Regions from separate parts of the Gossypium hirsutum genome. Here region 2 is linked to region 1. The links are chromatin contacts, called in public Hi-C maps. All regions are on one chromosome and are shown on one strand. The core of a region is the stretch at or near the end of the contact, and the rest is flanking DNA. Distances in the headings are between cores, read along the strand shown.

The links. A called contact is a pair of places that touch in the nucleus more often than the background predicts.
Region 2: a contact with region 1 is called in a Hi-C map of leaf, with 2.1 times the contacts expected there. The contact joins the promoter of LOC107889014 here to the promoter of LOC121206016 in region 1. A contact is called at or near these places in 2 of 34 Hi-C or Micro-C datasets (both in leaf).

What each region holds. Positions count from the first base shown.
Region 1 is chrA09:60,170,957-60,177,811 of Gossypium_hirsutum_v2.1, reverse strand. It overlaps LOC121206016, which reads left to right and starts at 3,725. Exons shown (of 1, transcript XM_041076173.1): 1 at 3,725-4,279. The coding sequence starts at 3,725. The coding sequence ends at 4,279.
Region 2 is chrA09:60,591,335-60,597,604 of Gossypium_hirsutum_v2.1, reverse strand. LOC107889014 (triose phosphate/phosphate translocator, chloroplastic) reads left to right here and starts at 3,871. Exons shown (of 12, transcript XM_016813303.2): 1 at 3,871-4,213; 2 at 4,297-4,371; 3 at 4,525-4,590; 4 at 5,011-5,089; 5 at 5,288-5,408; 6 at 5,662-5,757; 7 at 5,937-6,049; 8 at 6,196-6,270. The coding sequence starts at 3,951.

The DNA of each region.
Region 1 (6,855 bases), core at 2,476-4,975:
ATTCAATTTGGAAGGAAAAAAGGTTCACCTAAGCCTAGAGAATGACGAAACATTGGGTGGTCAAATTCAAACGACAATGGATCATGATCTGGAGAATGAGGTGATTATAGGAGAGGAGGGGAAAAAGAGGCCTAGAGGGTACATTGAAGAAAGCAGTACCATGAGGGAAGAAATCGGAGAATGTCTGAAGTTACTCATTTATTATCGCCGGCTGTCAAGAGGCAGGCCGACCGACCGCAATGAAAATCTTAAGTTGGAACGTCCATGGTCTGGGGAATCCATGGACAGTTCGAAGACTTCGGCATAGGCTGAAATTACATTATCCCCAAGTGTTCTTCTTTATGGAGATAAAAATTAATAAGTATCAAATGGAAAAAGTTTGGCGGAGTTGCGGGTTTCATTTTGGTATTGATGTTGATTCAGTTGGTTCTAAAGGGGGACTAAGTTTAGCATGGCGAGGGGATGCTAATATAATGCTACAAAGTTTCTCTAATCGACATATTGATGTGATTATTGAGGATGTAGGTGATCAGAAGAAGTGGAGATTTATAGGTTTCTATGGTTCTGCTAACACACATGATAGGGATGATTCATGGAATTTGTTGAGACGTTTAAGTAATAACGAAGAGTATCCATGGCTGGTTTGTGGGGACTTTAATGAGATCTTATATGGCTTTGAGAAGAAAAGAGGTCTACCTAGAGATGAGAGAAGAATGGAAGCTTTCTGAAAGAAGTTAGCTGATTGTAGCTTGGTAGATGTGGGTTATTCAGGTAGTTGGTTTACTTGGGAAAGAGGGAACCTCCCAGAAACGAACATTCAAGAGAGGTCAGATAGGGGTATACCTACGGAAGAATGGATTTCTTTATTCCCAAATTTTCAAATTAAACATCTCCCCCATTCATTCTCGGACCATTGTCCACTTCTTATTAGTACAGAGCACAGAGTTGGAAGGTTGATTCAAAAAAACTTTTAAGTTTGAGGCCAGGTGGGTTTTGGAGGAAACATTTTATAAGGAAGTTAAATGTATTGGGAAAATGCCGGAAGTGATCTTTTCAGCAAGCTAGATGATATCAAAAGAGGTTTAACGAGTTGGGCAAACCAAATTTGACGGTGCAAAAAAATGAAAACAGAGGTCCTAACATCAAAGCTGGCAAAATTACTAGAATCTGATAGAAGTGATGAAAATTTGGCAGAGCTTAGTAATACAAAGATTAATTTGAATTTTGAGATTGAAAAGGATGACTGCTACTAAGAGTAGAAGGCCCGAATAAATTGGTTGAAACTTGGAGACAAAAATACAGCTTTTTTTCATAAGCAGGCGACCCAAAGAAAAAAGTGTAATTTTATTCACAATATGCAGTTTGAAGACGGCATAGAGACAGAGGAGGCTAAAGAGATGGAAGAAATTGCTAGATCATATTTTCTGAAATTATTTTCAACAGGAAGACAAGATAACTTCTTTAAAATCTTGTTCGGAATTGACAGATGCATTTTTGAGGAAGATAATGAGAAATTAAAGACAAGATACACCAAGGAGGAAATAAGAGAAGCTCTATCAGGATTAGGTCTTACAAAAGCACCAGGAGATGATGGTTTTCTAGCCTTATTCTATAAAAAATGTTGGCCGCTCATTAGGGAGAATGTATCTACTTTTTGCCTTCAAAGATTAAATGAAAGTATGTAATTATGCTCGATCAACAAAACAAATATTGTACTAATCCGAAAAATTCTAAATCCTTCCAGTATTACTCAATTTAGGCCAATTAGCTTATGGAATGTGATTTATAAATTGATAGCTAAGGTCATTGCTAAACAGCTTCGGGCAGTGATTCATGAATGCATTGATTCAACACAAAATGCTTTTATTTCAGGAAAACTGATTTTTGATAACGTGTTACAAGCTTATAAGGTTCTGCACACTTTAAAGCACAAGACAGGAAAAAAAAGGTTTATGGCTGTGAAACTAGACATGAGTAAGGTATATGATAGGGTTGAATGGAGCTTTGTGAATGAGGTAATGAAGAAAATGGGATTTGACCCATGATGGGTTAGTTCGTTAATGAATTATGTGTTTACAGTATCATAGTGTAGTTTTCAACAGAAATGTAGGAGAAAATTTTCTTCCATCTAGAGGTCTTAGACAAGGGGACCCTTTCAGTCCGTTTTTGTTTTTACTCTGTGGGGAAAGGCTTTCGAGTCTAATGCGGCTGGCGAGAACAAGAAACATTATAAAAGGAGTTAAAGTTTGTCGAAGTAGGCCAACCATCTCTCATTTACTCTTTGCAGATGACTGTATCTTACTTGCAGAAGCTACTGAAATGCGGGCACAGTCACTAAAACAGGTTTTGAATGAGTATGAGAGGAGCTCAGGTCAATGTGTTAATTATGATAAATCGACTGTATTCTTCAGTTCAAATACACAAGAAGGGGAAAGGGTTGCAGTTTCGAACATAGAGTAAGGTCAACTGATCTAGAAAGATATCTAGGGCTCCCTAATATGGTGGGAAGGAAAAAGAGGTCGTCATTTCAAAATTTGAAGGATAGATTTAAACAACGAATTGACAATTGAAGTATAAGATATCTCTCCCAACGAGGAAATGAAGTTCTTATTAAAGCTATACTCCAATCTATCCCAACTTATACGATGGCTTGTTTTCTACTTCTTAAAACTCTATGTGCTGAATTGGAGGTCATAATAGTTAAATTCTAGTATTGGTGCGCTTGGAAAGATTTATGCTTATTAAAAGAAGATGGTGGCCTTGGGTTTCGAAATCTTGCGAAGTTTAATGTTGCCTTTTTAGCAAACAGGGGTGGCGTCTTATCAATTCCCCAAATTCATTATTAGCCCGCGTTTTGAAGGTAAAATATTATCCTAATTCTAATTTCTACAAGGCTCGGTTAGGAAATTTACCTTTGCTTACCTGGAAAAGTGTCTGGGCTGCAAGAGGGCTTCTAGAGAAAGGATTATAGTGGAGGGTTCGGAGAGGGGATCAAATATCTGTTTGGGATGATTTATGGATATCAGGAAATGAAGCAGATAGAATATCGAATCAAGACAACAATGATAATATTAAGTTAGTTTCAAATTTAATCGAAGCCACTAATAGAAGCTGGAAAACAGAGGTCATAAGGAATACCTTCCGAATGGATGTAGCGGAAAAAATTCTGAAGATCCCGCTAGCGGAGACAGCACACGAAGATTTTTAAGTATGGAGAGGGGAGTTGACAGGGGAGTTCTCCGTTAGGAGTGCCTACAAGCTATTACATGAAATTTGCTTGGATTCTACTACTATTATTTTATAGACCGAAATTAGAAATTTTTACAGAAAACTATGGAAATTATACATCCCCTTAAAAATTCAAATTACAGTTTGGAGAATATCTTGGAACTTCATTCCATCTCTTGTCAACCTTAGGCTCAAGAGGGTTGTGGTGGATGCCCAATGTCCTAGATTTCGCCAAGAAGAATAGTACAACACTCATATTTTTCAACAATGTCCATCTACAATCAAAGTTTGGAATCAGTTAAGACTAGCATGGGTTTTAGGCCATAATAATCTGAATATGTGGCAATGGTTTACCTAGGTCTTTGATAAAGGAACAGATGAGTAGATCCGGCTATTTTGTTGTGGTCTTTGGTTAATCTGGTTCAGCAGAAATAAGTTATTATATGAAAGAAGACATATAACAGGAATCGAAATAGTAAGACAAACTCAGAACTATATGGTAGAACTGGATGCAATAGAGGAGAAAAGATTTACTCTTCAACCAGCTGAAAATACTCAACAAATACGTAGAAGGGGAAGGATCACAGTTTATTTTGACGCAGCCTTCAACCGACTATCGTCCAGATCGACTACAGGTTTGCTCGTACGGAACGAGGAGGGGGAGATCCTCGCACCGAAGGCAGTCATGCACTCCGAGATAGCAACTCCGTTCACGGCAGAAGTATATGCAATATTACAGGCAATAAAATTAGGGATTTCTATGGGGTTAAACAAAATAGAAGTAGTGGGAGATTCGAAAACTATCATTAAGAAATGCCAAAGTATTGATACAGACAAATCGGTCATTGGAGCAATTATCAGAGACATACAAAGCAAAAAAGACAGATTCCAAGAGATCGACTTTCATTTTATTCCTAAGGCAAAGAATGTCTACGCTCATGTTATAGCAAATGAAGCCCTTAAGAGAAGAGAAAGCTTTTACCTGATTGGAGGAATCCCAGATTCGGTTCACCAAGCAGTGGAGAGTTTTTGGCCAAAAGCTCCAGACTGAGTGAAAGAAGAAATGAAAAGTTGTGAAGTGAAAAGTAGCAGATGAGAAGTTAATGCATTTTTTGAAAACCTGCTATAATTAATGGCTGGAACGGTTGATTTGAAAAGATGACAGCTATTGGTTTCCAGCTGTTTGATTTGACTGGCACAGGATAAGTCTTAGTTCCTATTTTAGTCTAGTTAAATTCAGACGAATTGGGCTAGTTATACTAGTTCTCTCTTTAGGCCCGATTCTAAATAGACCTTTACTTCTGTTTTCTGATTTCTTTTATTTCTATTTTTATGGATTTTAGCCCAAACTCTGCTTTCATGTATTTTAGTCATATAAATAAATCCAGTCAGATTTCTTATTCAAAAAATAAAAAGTCTATCCCGAAGTCTATTTAAAAAAAGTCACCTACCTTTTTCTCCTTCCCACCAACATTCTTTTCTTCTCATTCACTCCGCGGGTCTTTTCTCTTCTCAATTTGCATATCTGTCTTGTGGTTATCTTTGTTGTTTTCACAAGTTATGATAGACAGATGATGACACCGGTTGTTCGCTAAAACTCCATCGACCACCAGTATTTTTTCTTGGAAAGGTGGTGGCTCTTCGTCAGCTTATTAATATGTTTATATTTTGAGAGTATTTCAAAATAATAAATAATTTCACTAGTCGATTTGATCCCGTGTTGTCTTAAGTTTTATATTTTTTTATTTGTTTTTTCATTGTTTAATAAGTTTTCAGTTTTAGAAATTTTTGTCTGCTTTTGTAGCACATTTTTTTAATCTTGCTTATGCACGTAACCTTAGTTTTACAAGTGATTTTAAGGATGGTTTTGTTGTTGTCCTTTCTAGTTTGGTGAATGCACAATTCTTTTGTCGATTTTTACTTGCCGCTGGACTATTTAGGGTTGATTTCCTTATCATATTAAGTGCTTGCAATCACTCTAGATATGTTGTGCTTGAGTTGTGCTAAAATCAATTGTCAACGTGTCATAATATTCTATTCATGTTAAAACTAAAGTCTTTGTTGTGTTGATGGAGCTTATCATTTACCATTTACGACGAGTGGTTGTTATTTTTCCCTCCAAAATTGTATGATTTTAGTCATTGAATAAATTAATGAATTTAGCTTAAAAAAAAGTTTATCTGTTTAGGCAACTTTATATTCACATGTGTATTCTTAATTTAATATATTAAACAAAAACACAAGTTGATTGATAGAGGTCTAGTATTAATATTACAATATTAGCATTGATGGTAATTTGTATTTTTTTTTTTAAACATAGTAAGAAAGAGAAAAACTGAATAGAAAAGTTTACAACACAATTTCTCTAGCTATAGCATAGCTATCCCTATCCTCCTGCATCGCAGTTAGTAGCTCCTCCGGTGAATTATGCATGGGATATGTATTAGTATTATTGATCAAATAGTTATGTTTAATTATGATATGTATTAGGTATGATTTTAAAATTTTAATATGAATTGTTAACTTTTAAAATATAATGTAGATCCTAATTAAAATGTCTTTTAAATTTATAATGTAGGTCATAATTAATACAAGAAATTAATTTATTTTTAAATAATAAATTTGGTAGGAAAAGAAAAAAATCATAGCATTATTAAAAAAATACGTCTATTAGATAAGTAATTCATGATGGAGATTTCGTATTTTAAATTAATTGATTCTAAATTCTTAATTTTTTTTAAAATTAATTAATAATTACGTGATAATTTTATATATTGATAAATGGCAAATATATTGAAACATCAAATTACTATAGTGTGTATATATATGATTATGACATATAAGGTAAAAAAAATTTTATGTAACAAATATATTTATAAAAATTAATTTAAAGATCAAATAAAGTTTTAGTTAAAATAATAAATACATTGAAAAGTATAGTGTTTCGATTTCAAATTTTATCAAATGCATTTTTTAGATTTATATGATTTAAATGACAAAAATATCCTTAAAAAAATATTTGTTATTTTATAAAAGGAAGGGGTTTTTGATAATTATTCAATTGAGTTGGGATTCAATTGAAGGATGACAGTAACTCAGTAATAATAACCCATTAAACATAAATATGATATAAATTAATGATAAATATTCTTAAATGTATTGGTTTTATAATTTTTTAATGTAGTAATATCATTATTAATACCATTACATTGGCCCATCTATAAGTTCTATATTGATTTTTTTATCTATATTATCTTCAAACTTCTATTTTAGCTAGTGTTGTAAGTAATTTGCTACCAATTCCATAGAAAAATTGCTACATTCTCGGTGGTGAAGATGCAAGGTAATAGTATGGTTGTAGCTTTGGCTATTGTTGAGGTGAGAAGATTAGAGCTATTTAAAGTTCGAAGGTGATATATGTTTGATTAGTCATTAAAAGTTGGGTTGAATGACGAATGTTTTTATCCTTTGTTTATTCGGCTGTTTTGTTATTTTGACTAAAAAGCTGGTTGAGTTTTCCCACTAACTTTCTAGTTTCAATTATGCATATTGACGGAGAAAAAAGAGAAAGAGTAACAAATGTTATTATAAAATTGTTTAGATTTTTAATATTTTTATATAAAATCT
Region 2 (6,270 bases), core at 2,622-5,121, 420 kb before region 1:
CGAGCAAATCTCCCTCTGGTCTGGTTGTCGGTCTGAATATTGAGTATAACCACCTTCCCGTTGAGACCCCAATTACTCCTATTATTTTCCGTTTATAAAGATATCCCGGAAGATTCAGAAAACGGATCCAGGCCATCACTATGCCAGGATAATATTGTGAGGGACTAAAGTGTTTAGTCCATAGTTGAACAGTAGGTACTGGCCATAGACGATCCAAGGGCCTTGGGACGATACTCTGTTGTAATTCTCAGCAACCTGAAATTTAACCAAAAAAATCCATTAACAGTATCCATTATACTAATGGAATTCACTGGTTTCCAAAGAAAAAGAATGCGATTATGGAGAGCGTTGTAACCAATGTTACGCCGTAATAGTTTAACGATGACCATCAATTCTATTTCTTTGAAAAGAATATCCTTTATACGATTTGAAAAAGTGATAGCTGGGACACCATCAATAATGGCCGTATTCACATCTCCTTCAAGCAACCTAAGATCATTATTGCTTCCCTCAGTAGGAGCAGAACAATCCAAGGCAGAATCAACAGTAAGGCCCCCTAAAAGTTTGTCTTTCCACAACAAAGTCAGTTTTGGATTTGGGTCCCTATCCATAATTGTGTCTTCTTCAACTAAATTGTCTTTAAACCTCACTTTTTTAGTATTCCGATCACTTTCAGGGTGAGGATCACCATCCCCATCATTACTGGAAAATTGCGAATTAGAGAGCATTTTTCAAATGATTCAGTGATAAAAAAAAGTAGTTAATTTTAACCTTACTTATTTTCAAATTTTATAATATGCTATTTTTTATATATTATTTAATTTATATAATATGAAAATAATATTATAATATAATTTTTATAAAAAGTAAATTGTTTATATTTAATTTTAGTAAAAGAAAAAATATATAACATTAATCAAATATTAATTAAAAATAACATATATGGTTTTTTATAAAAAAATTAAAATAATATTGGTAAATTTAGCAAAATATGAAATTCATATTTTAAATTGAGCTATTAGAAATCCTATGACATACCTATGTGTGTGAAAATCACAAATATAGAACACAAATGTGTATTTAAAAATAACATACAATAAATAATAAAGCATATAACTTGAAACAAATTAATAATAACACGTGAAATATGCATGATATTAAAATTTAAAAAATAGATTAAATTGTTTATTGTTGTTTTGTTATCAATTTTGAGTCAGTGTCGAGTTAATTTGTGACACAAACTCAATCAAATACATTATTAATTCTAGAAATTCTATTAAACGCGTATGCATGTAAAAACCACAAATTTAGAACACAAATATCTATTTAAAAATAACATAAAATAAATAATGAAATGTATAGTTTGAAACTAATTAATAAAACACATTGAACATGTACATTATTAAAATGAAAAAATTTAGGTTAAATTGTTTATCATAATATTTTCATAAATCTTGAGTCAATGTCGAAGTAATAAAATGTGTATAATAAAATTAAAATGTATAAAAAATATTAAAATAAAGCTTCAATTGAATGTTAAATTAAAGGTTTTACTAATACAATTAGTGTGGGTTCAATTCTCACCGTATGCATATTTTTATTGATTTTCTTTAAAGCAAAAAGACTAAAATACCCTCAAATAATATTACTTATTTTAATTACGAAATGACATTTTCGTAACTTTCTAGCCAAGTTGGTGACCTGATTAAAGAGCGACACCAACTCAGTTGGGATTTTAAAGATTAGTATATAGATATACAACTTATGGAGGTAATAAAGTATGTATAAAAAAATTAAAATGTACAAAAATATCAAAATAAAACTTTAGTTGAATGGTAAAATAAAAGTTTTACTAATGAATTTGTCTTTCAATCTCACCATATGCATATTTTTATTATTTTTTAAATAAAAAATTAAAATACTCTGAAATAATGTTACTTATTTTAATTATAAAAGGACATTCTCATAACTTTCTAACCGAGTAAATGACCTGATTGAAGATAACATCAACTTAATCAAGAACTCAAATTATATTATAAATATATTACTCTCATTGAAACGATAAAGCTCAACTTGACATATAGACAACTTTACTCTCAAAGCTATATAACTAAAACTAAAACTTACCAAATAATTGCATTAGATGTACAAGGTTCCATCATAGTTAACACATCTGTTGTTAAATTATTTTGTTAAATTTGTTGGTATGACATTTTAAAATTAAAAAAAAAATCACTTGGTTGTCATATAACTAAAAAAATGAAGTTGTAATGAACTTAAATTTAACGAAATAATGTTAACAACAGTTAACAATTGTATTAAAATTTTGAAATCTAAAAAAAGATTAAAATTTTAAAAATAAAAGTATAGAGAATAAATTTCAAATTTTTAAATAGTACAAAGACTTGTGGTATAATTTAATCTTATTTCTAAAATAGTGACTAACATATAAATATATTACTGATTGACCTTGTCTATGACCAAATAACACTAATAGAAATTCATGTTATCATTTTTAAGGGTAGCAACATATGATGATATCCATTTGAACCAAAAATAGAGCATTAAATTGTATCGAATTAAAATAGATTGATTAAAATATAAGAGTAAGCATCATAGAGGGACTAAAAGTGGAATTGTAAACATTTACTTTCAAGCAAATAATGGAAAGGGGATGGGAGACGATAAGGATATTTGCAAAAACAAGGCAAAATAGAAGCCACTCGTAAACAATTGGACGAGATATCTGTCTTCACCAGCCATACACAGGGGATAAGATCTGGCCCCACATCTCAATCTCTTCATTTCTATTTCAATGCTTTCTCCACCGTTGATTAATAATCTCCTCGGTTTCTGATCTTTATTATACGTCAAAAAGCCAGAGTATACAGCGTATTCGCCTGTACCTTGCCGCAGGCGACCAAAACGACGTAATTTTTTTTGAGAATCGAGGACCAATAAAATAGAATTAATCGATAATTTTAAAAACAAAAAAAAGAAAGGTGTAATTCTGGTTTTAGTCCCTTGACTATGTTAATTTTTTTGAGATTAATCTTTTACCTTAATTCGACATAATTTGATTTCTTTTTTTTTAATATATAAAATACACAATTAGTTGTTGTAATTAAAGTGATAACATGATTGTTTTTTTTATTGTTACTCGACCACACTACCAGTAAGTCACGTGGAATCTTGTCACATGTTTAAACAATTAGGGTTGAGTTCGATTCGATTTGATCAATTTGTTTAAATTGGTTGTGATACTTCAATTTATTTCTCGATTTTTACATACTAATTTTGAGTTTTAGACTTTATATTGACAAAATGAACTTTGTTTTATGAGTTGTGAAAATTATTTAATAAAATTTTAAGAATTTTTTATTAATATTTTTTAAAAATAAATTTTCATATAAAATATATTATTTTTGAAAACAAACACATAGCATTTTTATGTTGTTTTTACTATTTTAAATAAAAAATATAAAAAATTACTACTATTGCCTATAACACACCCATAATAAATAACATGTGTTTAAACGCTCTTAAATTCATATCTTTCTTATTGTTATCACAGAAAAAATGTCAACTGAACCTTACAATTTTTATTTTTACATCATAAAAATTAAAATTAATTATAAATGAAATAAAATAAAAATTGATTTAGTTGGAGTAATGATAGTTTGTTAATTTGTGGTATGATTTAAATTGGTTTTTGATTTCTCGAAATAAAAAAATTTGCTCAACCCTACACCAATAATAAATTATATCAAATTAAAATAAAATGATTAAATATCAAATTTTAGAATAGTATAAGGACTAAACTTAGAAATAAACCAAAATAAATATAGAAAATGAAAAATCTGTTAATTTCTTAATTCTTTTCCCTCCATTAAAGAGCTCACTCTTATCTAAGGGGATAGCCATTTGATTCTCTCTTCCTCTCAGTAACAATGGAGTCGCGGTTGTTGTCACGCGCTTCCACCATCGCCGGCTTGCCTCAGATCAGGCCGAAGCTTTCGCGAGACTCTCTCAGTGTTTCGTTTGCTTCGGCTAAGCCTATCGGAGCCGTCGGAGAAGGCGGGAACGTGATATGGGGGAGACAGCTAAGGCCGTCGCTGTTGCTCGAGATCTCGCCGGTCAATAAACGGGAGATTTTGAAGCCGGTTCTAGCTTCCGCGTCGTCGGCGGCCGGGGGAGGAAGCGATTCCGCCGGGTGAGGTCCGTTTCCTCCGTTCTGACTCGGTCAAACTCGTCCACGCCTTAGTTCTCTGACTCACTGATTCGGTGATATTGCAGGGACGCTGAGATCGCTCCGGTTGGATTCTTCCAAAAGTATCCCGCTCTTGTTACTGGCTTCTTCTTCTTCATGTGGTAGGTAAAAAAACCGGTCGGCGTGTTTAGCCGTCAAATGTTCGGCGGTTTGAACCGTGGTTAAGATTCGGTCAACAGTCAAATTTACTTCAATTTTTTTTTTAAATTTCAATTTACAACATCGTGTTTTAATTCTATTTTTTATCCTTCCAGGTACTTCTTAAATGTAATCTTTAACATTCTCAACAAGAAGATCTACAATTACTTCCCTTATCCCTAGTAAGTAATTGGAGTTTTTATATCATTTTTCTTGTTTTTTTGGGGAATTTTTAACTTATCATTTGGTCTAATCTTAGTTTTAGTCCATCTACTAACTCAACTTTAACGTGGAATAATGCCTTTACTTTTATAATATTATTTGTAGGTCCAAATAATACTGTTAATTGCAGTTTTTAATGTCTTAATGGTTGATTAATAACGGGGTTAATAGTTTTAGCAGATTCGTGAATTTCACGTTTACGGCCGCAGTTACCAGCATTATCAATTTAGACCTGCTAATAATATTGGAGAGGATCAAATTATGTGAAATTATAAGTATAGAGATTAAATTTCAAAATTTTACACTAGAGAATCCAAAACCAGAATTTTACTTTTTCTTTCCCATTGAATAGTAATGGTTTGATGCCATTTTTTATGCAGTTTTGTGTCAGTTATTCACTTGTTCGTTGGGGTGATATATTGTTTGATCGGCTGGGCCGTTGGCCTCCCTAAGCGAGCTGTAAGTGAAGGAATTAAATCCCATCATCTTAATATTACAACGTAGTTTCTTACAAATCTTTTAGTTGTGTTAGCTGCTGTAAGAATCCTCAATGTGGGGAAAATGCAACATGTTATAACCTGCTAAAGTTCTTTTTGAGGAAAACCCGAGAATTTGTCGCTATTGTGGCACTGATGATTTATGTAAATCTGTGTGTAGCCTATTGATTCAAACCTACTGAAGTTGTTGATCCCTGTTGCCGTATGCCATGCATTGGGCCATGTAACTAGCAATGTCTCCTTTGCAGCTGTTGCTGTGTCTTTCACCCACACAATCAAAGGTGATGATGACATTATATGTATCTATATATTCTCTTGTGCAGGCTATGTTGCTCCCAACTCTTTATTTTTCTTGAAGCATTCATGTCCAACACTCATGTCTGACACTTTTTCAGACATGGCGTGTTGAACACTTGCCTGTCTCAACACTCACACCAACTTCCGACTAACATAGTTAAGGATGATATTTTAAATATATGTGGTTTTATGTCAGGTGTAGCCTATTGATAACTAGTTTGTTGTTGTTTTTTTCAGCTCTTGAGCCTTTCTTCAATGCTGCTGCTTCCCAATTCATACTTGGACAATCCATTCCATTAACTCTATGGCTGTCTCTTGCTCCTGTTGTTATTGGTGATTTCTCTATTCTTTGTTCGGTCATCTCATTTGAATTGGCTCAAGTATCAATTGTGCTCTAGCTCTAATTGTGTAGATAAACAAACTCTAGAACTCTATTACGAGATTGGCAATTTGCACTTGAATTGTTAACGTGTCTCCATGTTTGGGTATCATTTAACCCAAAATGCATGCAGGTGTATCGATGGCATCACTGACTGAGCTGTCGTTCAATTGGACGGGTTTCATTAGTGCAATGATTTCTAACATTTCATTCACTTACAGGAGTATCTATTCCAAGAAAGCTATGGTGACTTTCTTTGAAACTCTTCGCAGTTCCTTTTTGAAAGAATCAAACAGAGCTCCTTTCTTCCTCTTCTTCACTTCCTTTATATTTTTGACCCTCTATTGTGATAAGCATTTTATGATATTTGTCGGTTTTTCGTATATATGCAGACCGATATGGACAGTACAAATGTCTACGCTTATATTTCCATCATTGCGCTCTTCGTCTGTATTCCTCCGGCCATC